Regions from separate parts of the Mus musculus genome. Here regions 1 and 2 are each linked to region 3. The links are chromatin contacts, called in public promoter capture Hi-C maps. All regions are on one chromosome and are shown on one strand. Each heading gives the region's core, a stretch centred on a gene start, on an enhancer-like site or on the middle of the called end of the contact. The rest is flanking DNA. Distances are from core to core; before and after follow the strand shown. Region 1 holds the start of Map3k7cl (Map3k7 C-terminal like). Region 2 holds the start of Rwdd2b (RWD domain containing 2B). Region 3 holds the start of 4930590A17Rik (RIKEN cDNA 4930590A17 gene).

What was found. Promoter capture Hi-C pulls out the DNA fragments that hold promoters and counts their contacts.
Region 1: a contact with region 3 is called in a promoter capture Hi-C map of 3T3-L1-derived adipocytes, with 4 times the contacts expected there. The contact joins the promoter of Map3k7cl here to the promoter of 4930590A17Rik in region 3. A contact is called at or near these places in 14 of 39 promoter capture datasets (the 3T3-L1 cell line, 3T3-L1-derived adipocytes, HPC-7-derived erythroid cells and 9 more) and 1 of 9 other capture datasets (adipose tissue).
Region 2: a contact with region 3 is called in a promoter capture Hi-C map of hippocampal neurons, with 3 times the contacts expected there. The contact joins the promoter of Rwdd2b here to the promoter of 4930590A17Rik in region 3. A contact is called at or near these places in 2 of 39 promoter capture datasets (the 3T3-L1 cell line and hippocampal neurons).

The regions. Positions count from the first base shown.
Region 1 is chr16:87,551,100-87,554,672 of GRCm38.p6, reverse strand. It overlaps Map3k7cl (Map3k7 C-terminal like), which reads right to left and starts at 1,343. Exons shown (of 5, transcript NM_144854.2): 1 at 1,078-1,343.
Region 2 is chr16:87,439,204-87,442,865 of GRCm38.p6, reverse strand. Rwdd2b (RWD domain containing 2B) reads left to right here and starts at 2,274. Exons shown (of 5, transcript NM_016924.2): 1 at 2,274-2,429.
Region 3 is chr16:87,907,027-87,910,692 of GRCm38.p6, reverse strand. It overlaps 4930590A17Rik (RIKEN cDNA 4930590A17 gene), which reads right to left and starts at 1,422. Exons shown (of 6, transcript NR_155304.1): 1 at 1,332-1,422. All of the region lies in intron 15 of Grik1 (glutamate receptor, ionotropic, kainate 1), which reads left to right.

The DNA.
Region 1 (3,573 bases), core at 94-2,593, 360 kb after region 3:
CATGATATTTTAAGGAAAATGTCTCCAAAAATGGCAAAATATAAATACTGTCTTTAGCCATCCTTGGCAGGGTCCTGGGAACTGCGGTAGCAGAATATTTTCTCATGGTCAGGTTTTTTTTTTCTCTTTCCCATAGCTTTTCTGTGTCTAAAAATAGTATCCAGAACACTGGGGTTTGTTTTTACAATTACTTGTGTGGGCAAGTTCAGGGCCTACATTTGTATATGTGCATTCAGATGTAGATACATTGTGAACCATCTGAGGTACCATCCTGAAAGAAAACGGGCCTCTATTAGCCATCCAGCAAAGCTTAAAAGCACAGCAAATGTTTATGAGCCACTTAGAATTCTGTTGCGCCCAAGTTACTCCTCACAATAGCTCTGGGCCCTGGACATTCTACACACCATGACAACATAACTTTATGTTACAAAAGGACAGAATCCTGAAATGGCTATGACTTAACACGGGACTTCTTGCTTTTCAAAAAAAAAAAAAACAAAAAAAACAAAACCAACCCTCTGGCACATTTGTGTGTAGTTTCTTCTGCTTGGTATCAGTATTCTCGGAACCACCTGTTTCTGAGGAAAGAGCACAGATGGTCTCAAGTTGAACAAAACAAGCAGAAGCTCCGAGAGTTGTAGCCGAGAGGGAAAGTCTTACTTCTGGGAGACCTATAGTGCGCAGTCTGCCTGAGTGTGACTTCTAGGGATGGGAAGCTCGCGCCTCTTCAGGTGCACACATCCCTTTCCACTTTCCCGCATCAACAAATGAAGCACAGGAGACGGGAATCTGCCTCTTGGGTTTACTAAACCTCTGCTCTGGCTTCCAGCTAGAGGAATGAAATCGATCAACACAGCTAAGGGCAAGACAACAGAAAATATCTGCCTGTCTGTCTTGAAAAGGGTGATGTCCAGATCCGGTAGATTTTGAGTGCCACACAGCATCCACAACTTGCCTTTCCATCGCACCTCCCCGGGGAAAGCAGCTGCTGGGTCCTTCTCCGGCCACTGTAACGGAGCCTCAGTTAAGTTGCCCGTGCTCAGAGCGGTTAGCTGGGTTTCACACCTGCTGCCTTACCTCACTTAGTTGAGAGTCTGCGCTTGTGTAATCCAGGGCCAGCCACTGCCTTGGCCAGTCGTTGAGTTTGTGCAGTCAAGACTCAGCGAGAGAGCAGTCTGCACCTGCTGCATAGCAGCCACCGACACTCTGAGGAGCAGAGACAGCTGCCCAGGCTGCACACTACCTGCTCTGCCCCGGACCCCACTGTCCCATCCCACGGGACCTCCCTGTTCCGCTTCCTCGCATAGCCCCTCTCTCCTTTCCTTGCCACTCCGACAGCCAGGATGTTGTCATGTTTCTAGAAAAAGCAAGAGCAAAAGAAAAACCCTCCTCCTGTCAGAAGCATTGATAAACAGCAAGCTGTAGAGCGTCCAAATGTTTTAATTCATTAGTCCTGGCAAACCTAAAATACAAACAGACTTGCTTCACAAGACAGGAATGTCTTCGTGGTGACCCAATCCGTGTCTGCGTCTATTCCAGCGAACTGGCAAAGATAGCATGACTCTAGTCAGCAAAAATGTCAGCTCAGCTAGACCCAGCCAACTTGGACAGGCCACTGGCTGCCTCTTGGAACGTAGCAGTGATGATCCCATTAAGAAGGTGAGGTTTGAGGTTGAGCTGGTCCTGAGCTTGATGGCTTGATCCGCTCTACCACGGCAGTCGCTCACCAAAGGGGTCAGTGGTCAACCGGGAACATCGGGATCCCTTCGACTTCTCTTCACAGTCGTTAAACTTGGATGCCTTGGGTATTTAAAAATAACTGAACCATGACGTTAAGGTTAAAGAGTTAAACATAAATAACGTTAAGAGAATGCAAAGACAAAGCCACAAACTGAAAGGAGATATTTGCGAAATGCACAGGGGAATCCGAAATATGGGAAGAAAACTTAAAACTGGACAGAGGGGAAACAGTCCAGTCGGGGAGTGAGGAGGAGGAAGGGGGAGAGGTCGAGAGTTCTCAACAGACACTTTTCAGCAAAGGTAAACAGATAGCCAGTAAACCTATGGAAAGATGGTTGGCTTTCATGTCAGTAGAGAGCCACAGACAGAAATAATGGGGCATTGCCTGGCACCCGTTCCCAGGGCTCACATCCCAACACAAGCGATGAAGTACATATGGAGAAGAATGCTAGCTCTCCCTCACTTCTAGTGGGAATACAAAAGGATAAAAGAACCTTAGAATACAATTTGATCATTTCTTACTAAACCAAACATATTTTTATCATGTGATCCATCAATGGCAGGCTGTTCCATGGTCTAGCATCCAGGTTCACATGACAATCCTGGGTGATACACTCAGCCTCAAAGAAGTCAAAGTAGTGCATCATTTATGTGCTGAATGCAAGTCAGTAATTGTGTCTTGCATTTTAAATGCCATCCAAAGGCCTATGCATGGAAGGTTTGCTCTGCTGTCCACAGCATGACTTTGAAGTGATGGAAACTTTGGGGTGAGGGGGGTCCCACTTAGGTGACTGGAGGTATGCCTTTAAAGATATTAGCGTCCAGCCCCCTCCTCTTACTCTCTCTTTGCTCTCTGGATGTATTGATGGGTACAGTTTTCTTACATCACGTGCTCCATGATAAATTGCCTCACCACGGGCCCAAAGGCAATGGGACCAAGTGTAGCCTTTGAAGCCATGAGAGACCAAATTCATCTTTCAGACTTACAAGTTTACTTTCTTAAGTCCTTCGCCAAAACAATGAAAAGGAAGGCAATACCATATCTTTAGGGACTCCCACATCAGGCCCCTAGGCCTGCCTTGAGAGGGGCTGGTGGTGACACTGATGTTGCTACAGTTATCAGTAACTGCTAGCATCTGGAGTTAGGGATGAAAAACAGACCTTTCTTAAAGTGACAGTTCATATTAAATACATGGAACGCATCTCCTTCTGTGATCATGTACCTGACAGAGGCATCATCTCTGTATCCCAGACTCATGTCAGTAATCCTGGGGGCTTCCCAGGACACGGGCTATAACACTCATGGCTGCCCCTTCCAAGATCAAAGATGCCTGAGAGAGAGAGAGAGAGAGAGAGAGAGAGAGGTGTCTGCCAGATGCTACAGTGGAAAAGACTTCAACAAAGGATAATTTGACAACACTGAGTAAAGCATAAATTTTAAAATGTCTCATTTTTCTTACTTAGATAGTCTAAATATGCTCTGTCTGAGCCTGATGCTATAAATTGAAATGTTTCCAACCTTAATATCTACTAACTCTTCTGTCACCTTAGGAATGATGGTGCACGTATGGGCTCGTTACTCAAAACACATTCAAGCAACCAATAGGAAACACAAATGAAGTCAAGTCCCACAACTGAAACCCAAAATAACCCAGATGGCACTTTAGGAATGCAAAAATATATATATAGAAATTCAATCCGGAAAGGATATATGTGCACATGAAAATATTAACACATCAACCGTATGTTTATGAGTGGTACCAATACCCACGTTTTGTTGTTGTTGTTTTATTCTCTTCAGCAATAAGTATTTTCACTGCTTGTGTTAGTCAG
Region 2 (3,662 bases), core at 1,025-3,524, 470 kb after region 3:
ACCTCCTGAAACCAAGGCAAGGCTGCAAGGCTGTCATAACAACTGCTACTCATCACACTATGTTAATGTTGTTATGCTATAATAGGCAGCACAGAACCATTTGCAGTTAAGGTGACAGATGGGGCACATGCCAATCCTGAAGAAACAGACATAATCATAAACAGGAATGAGCCTAGTTTTTCTTTACTCTTTGTATGTAAGATAACTTTTAAGCTTAAGATAGAGGCAGGGTGCTTCACCCTATTGTTTCAAAACAGCAACGTTTTGGCCACAGGGAACCTGCTGTGCTTTGCAGGAAGGGAAATGGCAGTTCCTACTGGAGAGCAGTTGCAGCTTTTCAGGACATCCAGACGTGGCCGAGTGTGGCTGGAGTATGTTGGGGAGTGTGCCAAGGCACGCTCCTCTCTTCACATCTGCTTTAAAGCTTTCATTTAAAAAGCTGGAGGGAAAAGTCCTTATGTAATTGAATTGGCAAAAACACAAAACATCCACGATGGGGCTAGAGAGCTGCTATAAAATATTGTCTTTATGGGTTTTTTTTTTCTTCCAGTTCTGAAAGGTTGTGTGTACTACTATCAATGAATAAGTGTTTATAAATCATTTCTAAAATGATTTAAAGAAATGAAAAAAGAGTGTATTGTATATGGTTGGATAAGGAAAAGAGAGTGGATTGTATATGGTTGGATAAGGCAGTACTTTCATGCTGGAGCCCCTTTCTCTGTCCTTTTATTAACAGGGATAAACTGACAGCTCTTCCCAGCGTGGTTACCAGCCAAGACCACTTAAAGCCAGGGTGGTTAACATTAGTTACCTGCTCACGATTTTAGTGTCTTACTGCTCTCTGGTTTAGAGACAAGAAGTGCCACAAGAGGGAAGGTTCTAGAAACCCAGGATTTGGAATTATCTCCACCACTGTCTAATCCATATCTGCCCACATTCTCAGTTAACAATGGCTCCAGTGGACCTATGTTGGCTCCACTCAACACAGCCTGCAAGGCTCCTGAAGAAGGGACAACAGCAAGCTTCACATTAATTTGATGATTAACAAACCTGCTGAAAGAAATATCAGATGCATCTCCTAGCAAATAACATAAAACTTGTGTTTAGAACCAACAAGGAATTCAAATAGTTTTCTCTCCCACCTCGTTAAGGCTTGACGCTGCCCTCCAGTTTAAACCTGTTTACACAAATGGCAAAGCCCTCTTTCCCAGTAATTTGATCACCTAGAGTAGTGTAACCCTTCTCTCCTCAAAACAGTGACCCTTTTCCCTAACGCTTTCCTTCTCTTTTTTTTCCCGGTGTAATCCTAGCTATCCTGGAATTCACTCTGTAGACCAGGCTGGATGGCCTCAAACTCAGAGTTGTGCCTGAGTCTGCCTCTGCCTCCCTCACGTTGGGATTAAAAAGTGTGCACCACCGCCCCCTCCTTCATGTTCTATGTACCAATTATTTTCAGACTAGCTAAACTGAATTAAGACTTCCAGGTATGGCACCAACTAGTGGGGAAAGGCAGTCACCACCTGAGCTAAAATAAAAGCCAAATGCATTGGTAGGCGGTGGAGACAGAGGCAGAGGCCAGCCTGACCGACAGGGAGAGTTCCAGGATAGCCAAGGCTACACGTGGAAACACTGCCTCATAAAAAAAATCCAACCAGCCAACCACCAACAAAACCAAATGCATTTCCTATCTGTGTCCACGTTTTCCTGAGAGCGCCCACTTGATCAACTAAAGTTTGCCTTGTCCCCGGGGGCGTCAGTTGGAGTGGTGGCCTGTTTGAGACCCCGAGCTTTTCTCTAGCACTTACTTAGGAAAGTGTTGTTAGGTAGGAATAAGAGATTAAGACCATACTTAATCTCTCAGAGTTTTACTTCTAGCCTAGTTAAAATGCAACTACCAAACACTTTCCTAAGCCTGGAATTTCTCTCTCTCTCTCTCTCTCTCTCTCTCTCTCTCTGTAGGGACGGGTCACGTATAGAAAAGAGAATGACAAGACTGTCAGCTATTAAATACTTCTTTTCTAGACGCATTAGGCATTAAAGTCCTGCCACCTGCAGAAGAGGATCTGTTCTTTGTCTGCTGGCTGGCATTCCTTGCCAGTCCTGTATCACCGCCACAGCCCCGGTCCCCAGGAAGACAATGAGTCCGGGATGGTGAAATATTAAGAATAAAAACCAGGACCAGAAAGCAACCGGCGGGGGTCAAAGCACCCCTTCGCTGCTCCAGACGTGAACGCTAAGCAAGAAGAGAGGAGCTTCCTGCTTCCGGGACTTGCGTCCTCACGCGCAGGCGCCGGCCCGCAAAGCGCTCGCTGGCTTCCCGCAAGAAGGGTTCAAAGATCGCGCCGTTCCCTTTCTCTCTCTGGGGTGAGACCTGAGCTGCGAGCGCGTCCGGCCCCGGGGTGTCGCCAGTGCGGGAGCCCCAGCTCTGGGTGAGTGTGGCACTGGATGCCCTTGCTAAGCGGAATGAAGGCCATGTTTCCATGGGGGCTCGAATGGGCGGTCGCTGGAGCAGCACTTCCGCCCATTGGTCAGAACCGTCTTCGGTGTTTCCTGGCTCCGCCCACATTCTGCGCCTGCGTGCGGGGTATCTGCGTTAACTCTTGGGTACCTGAGTTTAGGTTTAGCTCCTTAAATAATCCTATGGGGGCTGTGGCTTCTCTCAGCTCTCCGGAGACAAAGGCATGTGTGTGTGTGTGTGTGTGTGTGTATCTCTGTGCGTGTGTATGTATATGTGTACACACGGAAACATGAATGACCCGCCCCTACCTCAATGAGATTTTCTCTAAAGCTAAGCAAATTTTACTGAAGCCATGTAACTTTAGCAAAGAACTTTCAGTGTACTATGTAGACCAGGCTGACCTCGGACTCACTGAGATAATCCCTACCTCTGCCTCCCAAGTACTGGAATTAAGGACCTGTGCTACTACAGCTGGCAATCCACCCATCTTTTTAAGCATTGATGCCACACGTTTTTGTTTTTGTTCTTCCTAGACAGGATTTCTCCGTGTATCCCTTCCTGGTTGTCCTGGTATACACTCTGTAGACCAGGCTGCCCTTGAACTCAGAGATCCATCTGAGTGCTGGGACTAAAGACATGTGCCACCACTGCCTGACTGGCCACACATTCTTACCCAGTTTTCACATCAGCCATATTCTTCCCAGTTTAGAAATGGGGACTGAATCTTTTGTGTAGAGTCTGAAGGTGTATAAACTAGGACGCAGAAGCCATCTCTCAGTTTTGTTGAATTGACTATCAACTGCTTGCTACATTCCTTTTCTGACTTTTCTCATGTACGTGTGATCAGGTACCAGGCCCTGGCTGTGATCCAAAACTCTGTAAAAAGGTGACAACCGATAATTATAACAATGTTTTGTTGTTTCCTTTACAGTTTTAAGGTAGCCATTCATGAACATTAGTAACAATGTTTCTTTTAGCAGCCAGCAGTGGGAGGCAGCACTTTAATCCCAGCACTTGGGAGGCAGAGGCAGGTGGATTTCTGAGTTCGAGGCCAGCCTGGTCTACAGAATGAGTTCCAGGACAGCCAGGGCTACACAGAGAAACCCTGTCTCCAAAACAAACAAACAAACAAACAAACACCCACAGTGTTTATTTTAACGGCTTTATAATATTTGTTTGTTTACATATATTTCTTAAACTAGTT
Region 3 (3,666 bases), core at 173-2,672:
AGCTGGAGAATTAGAAAATGAGGATCAACTACATATTGAGTTTAAGGGAAGCCTGGGTCACAGGACACTTGTCTCAAAAAAAATTTTAGATAAATAAATAAATGACATTTTGGGTTTGTTTTAGACTGTATGCTCTCTAATTCTGACATTTACTTAGTACTTTATAGCTTTCGAAATGTTTATACACACATCACATTTGATCCTTTGTGTGATTTTAATTCAGCTTTACTATCAGAAGTAATGGATATTGGAGTCCAGAACCTTGAGTCATGGAAATACAGTTAATAGAGAATTTTATAAGTTGTCCAAACTCTGCTTCAAGCACAGCCACATGTGACTTCATTGTGTGGAATCGCTGTGTTTCAGTGGCTAAATATTTTCCAGCTTCCGTTTTCAAACATCTAACACTAGAAGGTTACCTAAGAGCACAAGGTTGCTTTGAAGAACTATTTATCAAAATAGGTGCCACTGGCAAGCACTTAATGAGGTTTTCATGGATAAATAACACAGAGGGAACCAAACTCAACATTCCCTCACCATGTGGTAGTTTAGTATATTCAATATGGTATCATGGATGAAAAAATTTCAACCTATTCAGTATCTCTCATGCCCTTAGGTCATAGTGTCTTTTCTATGAAGCAACTGGCAAGACCTCTGTCCCCATATGACACTCTCTAAATCTATCATGAGAACACTGAAATCACATCATGGCATAGAACATAAAACTACTTTAGTCTTTATATTAAATATGGCATCCTATAGAATAATTAAATATTTCTCTCTGGTCACATAAGCAGTCAGAAAATGATCAGCATCTTAAAGAAAATGGGATTAAGAATATAAATAATCAAACACTGTCCAATTTTCCCCGAGCACGTGTTTAAAATGAACAGCCAAGTCACTACACTCAAGGGAAGGGCCTGCATGAGGAAGATATGAGGATTTATAGGAGTAGCTTTGAGCAGTCTCTCCAGACAGTAAACTCTAGTGCGAGGTTAGGGCAAGGCAACTGCAATCATTTGAGACATTCAGTTGTTTCTCGTAGTCAAGTAAAGTTATGACTCAATTATCTAATCAGTAGTTTAAATAAGAAGTTGGATCCCGATTAATCATTGCTTTGTATGAATTGACTCAAACCAAAAATGGAGCTACTAATTCTAAGTGACAGATCATACATACATACATACATACATACACAGGCATATTTGGCATTTGATATATAATGGACCATTTATGTGGAGAATCCAAGAAAAATTGTGTATCTTTAAGACAGAAACTTCATGATATTGATAATCTCAACATTTATTGGTAAAACATAGATCCATCCTTACTCAGAATGATCAAGTAAGTAGGTTGTTGCTGACTTGGGCCTTTGTTGATTTTTTTTTCTACTTCTCCTCTTCTTTTGTCCAACCTTCTAACAACCAGTTCTTGTTGCCATGGCAATAACTGCTGAGACCACATTGACCTCTACCGGGTCCATTTCGTTTCAAGTGAAATCTAGAACAAAAGCCATCAAACGATATTTGCACCATTGGTTCAGAGAATTTAGTGTAAATCACAGTCATCTGGAGGAGGGATCTGCAGCTCGTACACTCACACTCGTGTGTTCACTTGGTGGGCACAGCCAGGAATTGGCAGGTTTCACCAAGCCTGAAAATGAATATTTAAAATTCACTCTCTGCATTGGTTTCCATTAAAGTTAACTTGAATGTATTAATTTTCTCCAAAATCAGGACATACACATGAGTCTTGAACTCTCTTGAATGCTAAGGATTGTTTGATAGTTTTTTTTTTTTAACATAAATTTATTTCACAATAATCCTGAGTACAGCTGCTTTACTTTAAAGCACTTGGCAAACATGGGCTCTTATAAATAAATAAATAAAAATCCTCCCTTGAACATAGCAGTTTTGTTAAGTTAGATGGTAAGCATCAATTTTTATAACACAATTTTTCGGCTTTCAAAATTCCTTCCATAGAAACTGGCGATATGGGCAAGACAGTTCTTTCTTAACCTTTCAAAGCATTTCCATTTACAACAGTAGCAGGCTGTGAGTTATATTTTTAAATTACTACTTAAAGTCAAGCAGAGAGGCAGAATGGCATTAAAAGATTGGACGAAGGCATCAATAATAATAACATTATATTAATTTGTTTCTTCATAAGTCTGTCAGTCACCTAATTCAAAGAAGAAAAATAATAAAGCTTCATATTGTACTTTGCTGTTTTAGACTAAAATTACAAATTGAATTTTAACATTTTTTTTTTCAGTAAAACTACATAAACAATATGAAAATTGGCTGGACTCCTATGATTATAAACTTATTCAAAAAATCATTCTCAAAAATCCTCACTGTATTTGACAAGCATTATGTTATATTGTTTATGAGTCATAATGCAATACTACAGTGAATTCCAATTAATGTACAAGCATGTGGTGTTTATACTACAAGGTCTGTTTGCTAGGAAGCCTGAACACGGAGAAGCAAAGGGAAAGAAAACAATTTTCCTGTACTGCTTTCTGTACACCTAGTTGCTGCAAAAGGCACCATAAATTAATCTCTCGCAGAGAGTAAAGGGCCCCTGCTTCCTGCTGACATTGTAGCTCACCTGTAGGAACTACCTCACTAAGCTTCACCCCTCTGTGGATTGTTATGTCCAGATGCGCAGGAATTAAAATCGTTTCGGCTTTCAAAATTCCTTCCACAGAAACTGGCGATATGGGCAAGAAGGTTCTTTCTTAACTTTTCAAAGCATTTCTAATTACAAGGGTTAGAACGTGCTGGGAAGAGCAAGCCAACCCTGCAGTTGCACCGCCCCATGCTTTCGCACCTTGCCAAACTTGAACTTCACTGACAGAAGGCTGAAACCAACTGATGCCTAAACTACCTAACAGCGGGCCTGGGCCTCACAATGTGTGTGCAGCAAAACTACTAATGGAAAGCAGAGGGATTGAGGGAAGTTACTGTAGTTTCCTCAACAATGAAGACAGTTGAATAAACTTAGCCGAAGTTGCCTTTCTTCCCAAATTTCCAATTGACATTTTCAAATTTAACTATCTTAAATATGAAATAATTAGCTTCTAAACAGAAGGCTTTCCCTGATCTGATCTCCCAAGAGTTTACAACCACAGAAACTAAGAAACTGCTGTGCACAAGGAGTCTGCCAGAGTCTGGCACCTTTCTATGTACTTTACAGTGTCCACAGCTCCGTTGTTTCCTCTTTGGTCTGATCAACTTATTTAACAAATGATACAGGAGCCAGTTGTTTTTGTATTGGTGGAAAGACTGCCTTTCCATAGAAACCCAAACACTAGTATCACAGAAATGAGGAGCCATTTAGTATTCATCTACAAATCCCTCCTTCCATACATAAATAATGCTGTCTTATAAACCCTACTCTAAATATCCTATGTGACCCAATAGAATTAAATTAGTCTTGAGAATTAAAACAGTTCAGTTCCCCATACTGCTGTTCAATGGGCATGGAACTCTGATGGAGTGAATTTGCTTTCCCCAACCTGTTCCCTCAACTTTAGACAGAATTTGAGGTTACTATCTCAATAAATAAATAAATAAATAAATAAATAAATAAATAAATAAATAAAATATACTAGAAAAATGGAAAGGAAATAACATATCAAAAGTAGAGTGGAAATAAAAC